2 separate regions of the Bicyclus anynana genome follow, and region 1 is linked to region 2. A link is a contact called in public Hi-C data. All regions are on one chromosome and are shown on one strand. The core of a region is the stretch at or near the end of the contact, and the rest is flanking DNA. Distances in the headings are between cores, read along the strand shown.

Region 1 (5,287 bases), core at 711-3,210, 66 kb after region 2:
CTCTAAGGAAACTATGCGAAGACTGCATTTTACATATTTTATACCTATTTGATGTCTTTTGTAATAGATTTAATAATCGGTGTTACATTTATATTATATTCTAGGTACGTCTAATGGCTGCTATAGTAAATATTGTTAATTTGGTTTTTACACAAATATTTAAAACATTTCTTTAGGAAGGGTAAATCATATCGTGTCTATTAGCATAAGTGCCCACTTGTAATTATTGTTTTTGTTTTAGGGGTACCTACTTAATACATTGCGATTAAAGCAATCGCAAAGAGAGTGCCGAGTTCGAATACTTCATTATGGATGTTGATGTTGGAACTAACGCCTAATTCGGTCTACTTTAGTATTTTAGTCGAGTACGAACTATTTTAGGATTTACCGCCCAAAAATTGTTCGTACTTGACTGAAATACTAAAGTAGTCTATCCGGCTTAAAAGAGATTTTACCCTCGTGCTACAGTAGCGCCCTCTCTATTTAAATGTTCACACACAGAGATATTTCTACTTCTACCTTCAAAAATGTCCCTATTTTATCAAGCCTGCAAGAGTCCTTTTCAACAAAATTAAGATATTTGCGTAAAACCGAATTAACAAGTAATGTCTTTTTACAACTGTTTTACTATCTATTTAATATTCGATTTAAAATATCTAGATCATAATAATAAATATGCATAATAATAATAGTAAGGCGCTTGTTAAAATGGAATTAAATAGGGATTTTATACATTATTTTAATAGTTTATGAAACGGAGACAAAGTGATGTGCATTTTTGGCAACAGCTAACAAGTGTGTATATATGTATGTTCGTCTGTTGCCATTTTTCTATTGCTAACTGATTTGTTAAAGGTCTTGGCATTATGGTACAATCTTTAAATAATTATTTACGTTAAAATCAATAACAATCATAATTGTTTAACTTCAATTGGATTACTAGCGCCATCTATCAGAGGATAGTAAAATTTGAATTATTCGCATAATCCTGAGGGGAGTCTGTTATTAATGAGTTATTAAAAAAAACATTTACTATATTTTAAATGACTTTCTTTCCTACAATTAGATAAAAGTAGTTCTTTCTTACGCATCTCATCACTCTACGAATGGAAACACGTGGAAGGTTCTGGGAACGATTCTCGGTGGGAGTCTTTAAATGATTTTATTATTTTTTGATGGGCTAAAGTTTAGGCAGCTTCCGTCGTGGCTGGCTAAGACCGTAGGTTCTGTAAGTGATTTAGCGTTCTGATATTAAGGGATAAATAATTGTTACTATCCCATACATATTTATACGTAAAACATCATCGAGAAGGAAAAATTGCACCGTCACTTACCTTCAGGCGGCATTGAGCGCTAACTTGTCAGCGAATAAAATATAGATGTCGACATCACAGGCTACGAACTGCTTTTAATGAAACCTTTTGCTATATAAAAAATTAATCTCATTGTACATGTGATGTAACTGATAAGTTGTAGTACGTAGTTAGATGTAAAGATATCGTAAGCGGTAACTTAGTAGGTGTAACGTAGCGTTTCCTTGTTTTTACGTTAATGACTATTATTGCAATATAAAATAATTTTACACATTTTATTTTGTTTCTTATTTTATTCCTTTACTGCTCCACATCCCGGACATGTATGAAATTGTCGCAAGTAACAATCGGTTGTCTGTAAAGTCGGTTTACTGACGATAGTTGAACGTGACAACGTCATAAGAAAATACTGATGGAATGGTTGCATTTTTCAAAAGAAAATGTTTGTCTAAAATATTATTGTCCCCCTCCCCCCCCCCCCCCCCCGGCCATATAAAATATACTATCAGTTTTACCATAGAATTATAATGTACTTGTACCGAATCGGAAATCTATAAGTTTTATCTTGTGAAGTTTCCACTACTGTACAATAGATGGCAGTTGATAATTCAAACCACTGAACTCATTACTCAGACTAATTATAGAATGACCCAAATTCACGACCAAGATTGTCTATCATTTTCTGAGGAAAACGAGCTTAGATTTGATATATATATCTTATACAGCTGAACTAGAAGATTTTGCCAGTTTTTACACCATTCAACTAGGTAGGTACCCAAAAAGTTATTTTTAACCGACTTCCAAAAAGGAGGAGGTTCTACGTTCGGCTGTATGTATGTTTTTTTTTTTTTTTATGTATGTCCAGCGATAATTCCGTCATTTGTGGACCGATTTTAAATTTTTTTTTTTTGTTTTGAAAGGTTTGATTCCAGGGTGGTCCCATTTTTTTCATGTCAGGATCTGATGATGGCATCCTGGAGAAATCGAGAGGAACTTTCGAAAATCGTAGAGACGGCTAGTGCGTTTGTTAGTGTTTCCATAAGGTATTTTAAACCACTACAATTTTATGAAGGTCTGGAGTTGGTCTGATGATGGAGCTGATACACAGACGATGGAACTCGTCAACGATTTACAGCAGGTACCTTTTGTTTGGGTTTGATTTATTTGTATTGATGAGAACTTTCCACCTAGATGGGTTGTGACTGTATTAAGGGTCTGATGATGAAGACAAGGACAGTGAAGAGAACTCCTCGACGGTTCACAGTAGCTACCTTGTGTTTGAATTTGATAAATTTGTATTGATGAGAACTTTCCACCTAGATGGGTTGTGACTGTATTAAGGGTCTGATGATGAAGACAAAGGACAGTGAAGAGAACTCCTCGACGGTTCACAGTAGCTACCTTGTGTTTGGACTTGATAAATTTGTATTGATGAGAACTTTCCACCTAGATGGGTTGTGACTGTATTAAGGGTCTGATGATGAAGACAAAGGACAGTGAAGAGAACTCCTCGACGGTTCACAGTAGCTACCTTGTGTTTGGACTTGATAAATTTGTATTGATGAGAACTTTCCACCTAGATGGGTTGTGACTGTATTAGGGGTCTGGTGATGAAGACGAAGAATAGTTAAGGGAACTCCTCGACTGTTCACAGTAGCTACCTTGTGTTTTGACTTGATAATTTTGTATTGATGAGAACTTTCCACCTGGATAGGTTGTGACTGTATTAAAGGTCTGGTGATGAAGATGAAGGAGAGTTAAGGGAACTCCTCGACGGTTCACAGTAGCTACCTTGTGTTTGGACTTGATAAATTTTATATTGATGAGAACTTTCCACCCATATAGATTGTGACTGCATAGGGGGTCTGGTGATGAAGGCGGAAGACAGTCACCTTTCACGTTTTTCTGAATATTCATATTACGTGTGGATAAAGGGGGGAGTGAAATTTTGTATATGAGTTAAGGTAGTATTTGGTGAGTATGAGTTAAGGTAGTAAAATTGGGATTGTAGGACTTAAATACTTATCATAAGAAAATAACGTTTCAACTAATTGCTCATTAATTTTTGTTCACACTCAGTTAGGTGTGCTAACACTAAAAATTAAAAAATAAAAATTTTATTAAAAAAAATTCTACTGACTTCCAACTCTAAAATTAAACTAAACTAAAAAACAAAAAATAACATCTTACCTATGTGCTACCTTCTGATCAGTTTGAAGGCGGTGCCAATCCAGTGTCATGTTTTAATTAAAGCCGTTTCTGAAAGAACCATAGAAATTGTGTAATTTAAATGGCTTGAATTAAAACATCACTGGCTTGGCACCGCCTTCAAACTGATCAGAAGGTAGCACATAGGTAAGATGGTATTTTTTGCTTTTTAGTTTAGTTTAATTTTAGAGTTGGAAGTCGGTTGAATTTTTTTTAATAAAATTTTTATTACGGAGCTCTTTCACCGACGAACACGATTACAAGTATGAAACATCGATACTCTGGAGACCATAGATTTACATTACCTACAATCATTGGAAAAAATGAGCCGTGATAGCCCAGTGGATAAGAGCTCTGCCTCCGATTCCGGAGGGTGTAGGTTCGAATCCGGTCCGGGGCCTCCACCTCCAACTTTTCAGTTATGTGCATTTTAAGAAATTAAATATCACGCGTCTCAAACGGTGAAGGAAAAACATCGTGAGGATACCAGAGAATTTTCTTAATTACCTGCGTGTAAAGTCTGCCAATCCGCACTGGGCCAGCGTGGTGGACTATTAGCCTAACCCCTCTCATTCTGAAAGGAGACTCGAACTCAGCAGTGAGCCGAATATGGGTTGATGATGACTGACGATCGATTGAAAAATATTCTCTTTCCATAGGAACCTATCTACTCGCAGTTAGATCAAATCAAAAATCATTTATTTCAAGTAGGCTCAGTTTACAAGCACTTTTGATACGTCAGTTGACTATTTGTAAAGATTCTACCACCGCTTCAGAAGGCAGGTTCTGTTGAGAAGATACCGGCAAGAAACTCAACAGTTGCTCTTTTGAAAAAGTCATACAGTAAGTATTATAATTTACAATTGATAACAATTACAATTTCTTATCGTTTTATTTCCTGTGTGAAGGTGGAAGCTGATCCAATGGCCTCCAAGCGCTTTTATCTTTGAAACTCATCAATGTTGTAGTAACCTCGACTAAGTAAATGTTTTTTAACACATTGCTTAAAGCTATGCATTGGCAGGTCCATCACAGTCTTGGGGATCTTGTTATAGAAGAGTACACCCAAACCTACAAAAGATTTTTTTACTCTTTGGGGACGATAGGTATGCAGAAATAACTAACTTATGCCCGTGTCTAGTAAATCTCCTTTTCGATTGTACAAATTAATATTTGTCTTGCATATACTATACTGTTAATATATAAATAATAATATAATAATATAATATAAATATATAATATAATATAATATAAATGTTAATATATATATATTGACAGGCTACTGTTAGTATACCTATTTCTTTAAACTTTTGACGAAGGGACTCGCGTGATTTTAATTGATATATTGCTCAATTATTCTCTGTTTGATGTGTAACGATTTCGCAAGAATACAAACACGTTTGAAAATTTTTGAGTAACTTTTTACATAATCTAAATAAGTTCGCGTTTGAGTATATTGTTTTGAGATCGTATAATAATATGTATTCGTCGTATAATTTGTAGAGATCGTATAATAATTTAACTTTCAGAGTTAGGTATTGGTCAAGTGGTACCATCTCCGTACTTTTATCTAAACTTTAAATATAATGGAGTGGATTGGCATTCGATTTACGATCTCAAGCCGTTTGCATGATCGCATCATGAAAGTGACCCACTGAAGTCAAGTACGAATTGTACTACATAAACAAGTCAAAATTAAACTATCTACATGTATTTACATGTGTAGTCAGAAAATATATTTCAGAACGGCAATCTTACATGATGCG
Region 2 (5,109 bases), core at 1,967-4,466:
TGCTGATGTTGAAAACTTCTAAATAGATTTAGCTTAGTTTTAGTTTTAGAGCTAGCTTTAGAGCTTTAGTTTTAAAGCCTCAATAGCTCAACGGTAAGAGCAGTCGGACTCATCACCGAGGGGTGATGGTTCGATCCCCGCCCGTTAGTCTACCCTTGTGTGTCTTGTCGTACCCACTCCTGATACAGTCTTTCCCGATTAGTTGAAGGGAAATGGGAATATTGGTCATATTTGAAAAATATGACCAATATTCTTTTTATAATCTGAAATTTTGGAATGAACATAGAGTTTATCCTAGATTAACATTAACATAATATATACAGGTTACTTACTTTTTATTCCGTATAAAACAATGTTTTCTATAGTCCGGAATATCTTCGGTATAGTGTCGGGTCAATTTGGCTCTAGGATCTTCGGCCAAATTGTCAACAGGCTTTTGACCTCGAGTTTAGAAGAAATGATATTGCTCTATTCGGTCTTCAAACGCGTCAATTGTATTCGTCCAATAGACAGATCTCTCGCGAACACTTTCGAGCATCGAAAAACTGAATTTTAAGCGTATGAAGTCGCGGGTGATCTCAAATGTTACTTTATATCAATCCGCCTCGTCCCTAGACGAATTTGAAGGCAAGCATGGCGGCAATCTTGTGACGTCACTTGACATATTACTTAAATAGTAAACTAGTTTACAGCCGCGCGTAAAACTGAACTTTATTAACGTAAGGGACGCAATCGTAAAGTGCACCCGATTTATGAAACGCTTCCGGGCGAGACGAAAGAAATAAGGCAGTTTTATGTTCCCTTGGGGTGAAGGAATTTTCATTGGTCTATTTTAACTACTCGTACTATAAAAACGATTTAACAGTTTATTTTATGTTAACGTAAATTATTATTTTGGTTTCAAGATTCTTAAACGTTTACCAAACGTTAACCAAGTTACAGGCAAAAACATACTACGAAGTCATTTAGCTTACTGAATCGATGATGCTGCTTATGATAAAAGTAGAAACCCTCAGATATATAGGTACCTAAAGGTATAATTTCATCCACACCATTAAGTGGGTGTTTGACATCGACTAGATTTACCGCACATCTTTTCTTCTACGCGTAAGTATAGGTACTTTGTTTTAATTACAAGCAGCTACGGTAAAAATAAAGTTGTATTATGGATTACTTGAGGGGCAGAGGCAAATGAAGAAATTCCTTACAGGCAACGCAACGCAAGTCACAAGTTGCCATTGTACATAGGTGGTGGTGATTACTTTACATCAGGTGGCTTGCATGTTCATTTGTTAGCTATTATCTAGATAATAAATGGTTTGCCAATTCAAGAAAGTATCTAGGTACCGTTTTAAGTTCACGCGTAGACTGCATCATCATTTAACGTAGGTATATGTTTTCTGTGACGTAGGTGAGATGCTAGTATTAGTAAAGTAAACAGGTAATACCTATAGAAAGATTTTATAGTAGAGCTCTTTGTGATAGAGCTCGTCTGGGGAAGCACTACAACCTTGCTCATCTCTACCGCTAATCAGCCTCGCTGTCTGAAGGAATTGTTTGATGCTGAATTTACAGGCAAATGAGGCTTAACATCGATACTTCACCCTCAGGTTTTTTTTTTATTCTTTACAAGTTAGCCCTTGACTACAATCTGATGATGAAGTGATGATGCAGTCTAAAGATGGAAGCGGGCTCACTTGTTAGGAGGAGGATGAAAATCCACACCCCTTTCGGTTTCTACACGGCATCGTACCGGAACGCTAAATCGCTTAGAGATACGTCTTTGCCGGTAGGGTGGTAACCAGCCAGACCTGGACAAATTAAGAAAATCTCAATCTGCCCAGCCGGGGATCGAACCCAGGACCTCCGTCTTGTAAATCCATCGCGCATACCACTGCGCCACGGAGGCCGTCAGGTTGACGGGTAGGGGGCATTGTAGGACGTCTGCAGGCATTGCTACTTGCATATGCACGCCCTGCGAAGTGTTGCTCTGTTACTATCTCCTCTGTTATACTTACTATCCATAACTATCTTCACGTGGGCGGACTAAAACGTGGACTAAAAATGCAATAAACTTAAGTTAGTACTGTCACAGCTCCAGCTACCCTCCAATACGACTGATTGATCACTTCGAATAACATAACCCCCGTGTCTTCGGATAAGTAATCCGTAACCATTCGATTGGCGCGGACATTGACTCCGAGGGAATTCCCCTCAAGACGAGGGGGACCTTAATATCATTTCCCAATACTACAGACTGTCAAATACTTTATTTATGTCTTCTCAAGGCTATTACGATTGGAGAAAATTTCATTTGTGAAAATAAATGCCTTCGTATTCTTAATCTTATATTTGCCATAAAATTCAAATTCAAAATGCGTTTTATTTAAATAGGGCCTGTGGGTTGAGAGCCTGCGAACGCCATACGTACTCCTACTTTTAGGAATGCATTTAGCTAGTGAACATAATCTTACTATAGGTAAGTACGATACCAACTATGGACTTTGGACCGTTATGGTAAGTACAGGTGTCCAGGGTCCAAATCCTCAACTTTCTAAATATAAAACGTATTTTTTCTCTGGTATATCATGAAGAATTCTTTCAGTCATCAGAACACTGAACACAGAAAGCTTTATGGCAACCGTTTGTAAGATACCCTTATAATTCTCTTCCAAAATATACTTAACGGTGTTTTTCGAAAGACATAATTTCTCACATTGTGCCGAGGAAAATTGATATTGAAAATAGGTATGCTTTATATGTAGGTGACTCTATCTTTAACAGATAAGGAAATAAGGAATCGATTATCTATAAAAAATAAAATCGTAAAAATCGAATTAGGTCATCTAATTTTAGAATAGTTTGTGTCTGGAGACACAAACGTAACAAACATTTTTCTTTTGAACTTTGAGAAGATAATTGAAATATTTATAGATTTGCAGCGTTACTGGCGTATTTAATTTGCCCAAATCGATCAAAAACATCCTGAACCTGAAAACGAGTGCACTACAGATCGTAAAAAACCCTTTCATTGCTGAAAAGTTACTGAATTCCATTGCTCTTTGTAAAATAACTAGAATTGATAGATGTAGGTTTGGCCGAGCAATGTACGCGCAAATTAAGTAAAAATCGACGTAGTGCGTGATAGTAACATTTAGTAACGTTGTACGGAGGTTTAGCCCCTCTTTCCTCTCCGTGAGGGCCAGCCTCAGTCCTCCTCCGACCTCGTCAGCGAATGAACGCTAGCTCGCGTCGAAATCAGTGGCGATATAAAAAAGTTGACTTTTTTGTATAAAAATCGTGCTGTGTCTTATACTTATCAAGTGTGGACTTTGGATTATTATTTCTGTAAGTACTTATTGCGTATTGACGTCACTATTCAAAGGTCAAAGCTCCCGAAAGTGTTGTGTATTGAGTGCGAGAGGTTAGGAACCAGGGAGGTGTCAATGTTTTGGTTTGTTCTTTACAACATTAAGTTGTTTTGTGTTTAGTTACAGATAATTTAACAGATTTATTAATTAATCTTCAGTGGATAAAATGGACTATCTATAGGTACATCTAACATTAGATATAGGTAATCTATATACCTATTACCAACAAGTTACTTGATAACTTAATGAAATATTGAACCTATATCACTGTAAGGTGCCTGAAAATAGTGTTTTTGAACTTGGAATTAAATTGTTTGTTTTAACGAGATTTAGTCCGATAAAATTAATAAAATATTACATTTATAAGATCAAGATTAGGCCATACTAAAATTAAAATTATGATTGCGAAAGTACCTATAACTGCTGAACCAATTTCGATGAATTTATAGTCTATGATGATTCATAGTCTAGACCTGTAGGGAAAATAGAACTTAAAAGGCTGATGAATACTTAATCTCACAGTAGATAGGTAGATTAAGTTGGAAAAGAACAATTAAACGGATTTTTACGAGCGAAGTCGCGGTTAGTAATTAGTAATTTAAACAATGTTATCTCAATTATAGCAACAATTTGTAGGACTTATAGCAATAATCGACTGCAAGCAATTACCTAGTACAACGACTATAACTTGATTGGATCTGACTTACCTACATCCGGGAGACCTGGTCGGCGGCGACTACATAGTTGCAAGGGATTGCTGGTGCAATTCCTTCTGCAAGTTTTTCTGTTCGTTTCTAAGATTTTTTTAGTGAAAAACGATACACTAAAATTTTCCCTTATAAAATTAATAATGAAAATCCAATCACATCTGTACCTAAGTTTTTGAGAACATCGCGGACAATCACACATAGGTACATATTATAATGATCCGGATTCCTGACCTCCTTTTTAAATTTCATCATTATCAGTCATCATTTATGCCCGCTATAAGGTCAGGCATCCCTCATTAAAGGAAATATGGAACTTCTGCTCACCACACTACTCGAATGTGGGTTAGCGTGCTTACCATGACTTTTTAATGATCAGATGTTGAGTAATAATAATATTAATTTAGTTAATAAATCAAAACTAATCAGCATCTCCCAATTAAAACAAATAACAAGATGTTAAAAATTAAAATACGATATCTTCGGTTCGTCTTCATCTTCATCGTTTATAGCCATGAACCATCTATGGAACAAAACAATCTGCATCATAATAGGTCCAGTAATTTAAAAACTACGTTGCCACAAATAGAGTCAAACGTATACCTCACTTTTACGTCGAAGGTAAAAAGATTTCCGCAATTAAAACAGAGACTAAACCAAAACTCATTTCACGGTACACATTTATAATCTTTTAATTTACAAGTTTACATTTAACTATAAAATAACAGCTTATTCGTTGCGAGCGAGAACAAAGAATTGTTTATTGAACTATAAAAAAGATATTACAAAAACTATACTTAACGCGGTTTTTCATTTTACGTCTAATTGAATTTTGACTTAAACTTATTGCACTGGCTTATTACGTTGCCAAGGTTTAGCGATTTCAAACGAAAAAATATATAAATTTTTGTGCACGATAAAATTAACTCTGGTTTTTGTGGCATTCTGTGTCACTAATTACAATAAAAAACACGGCAAATATAGTTATTCTCGAGTAATTGTGGATTTTATTGTTATTAATGTGATGATCA

Evidence for each region. A called contact is a pair of places that touch in the nucleus more often than the background predicts.
Region 1: a contact with region 2 is called in a Hi-C map of whole body, with 8 times the contacts expected there. The contact joins the enhancer-like site here to the promoter of LOC112045056 in region 2. A contact is called at or near these places in 2 of 2 Hi-C or Micro-C datasets (whole body and whole larva).

Annotation. Positions count from the first base shown.
Region 1 is chr7:355,356-360,642 of ilBicAnyn1.1, forward strand. LOC112045056 reads left to right here. Exons shown (of 3, transcript XM_024081110.2): 3 at 1-1,589. Among protein-coding and RNA genes, the nearest start is that of LOC112045055, 35 kb to the right of the region's middle. Within about 2 kb of position 1,961, at least 7 of the 8 cell types and tissues checked have open chromatin away from gene starts, as enhancers often do.
Region 2 is chr7:288,314-293,422 of ilBicAnyn1.1, forward strand. It overlaps LOC112045056, which reads left to right and starts at 3,217. Exons shown (of 3, transcript XM_024081110.2): 1 at 3,217-3,348.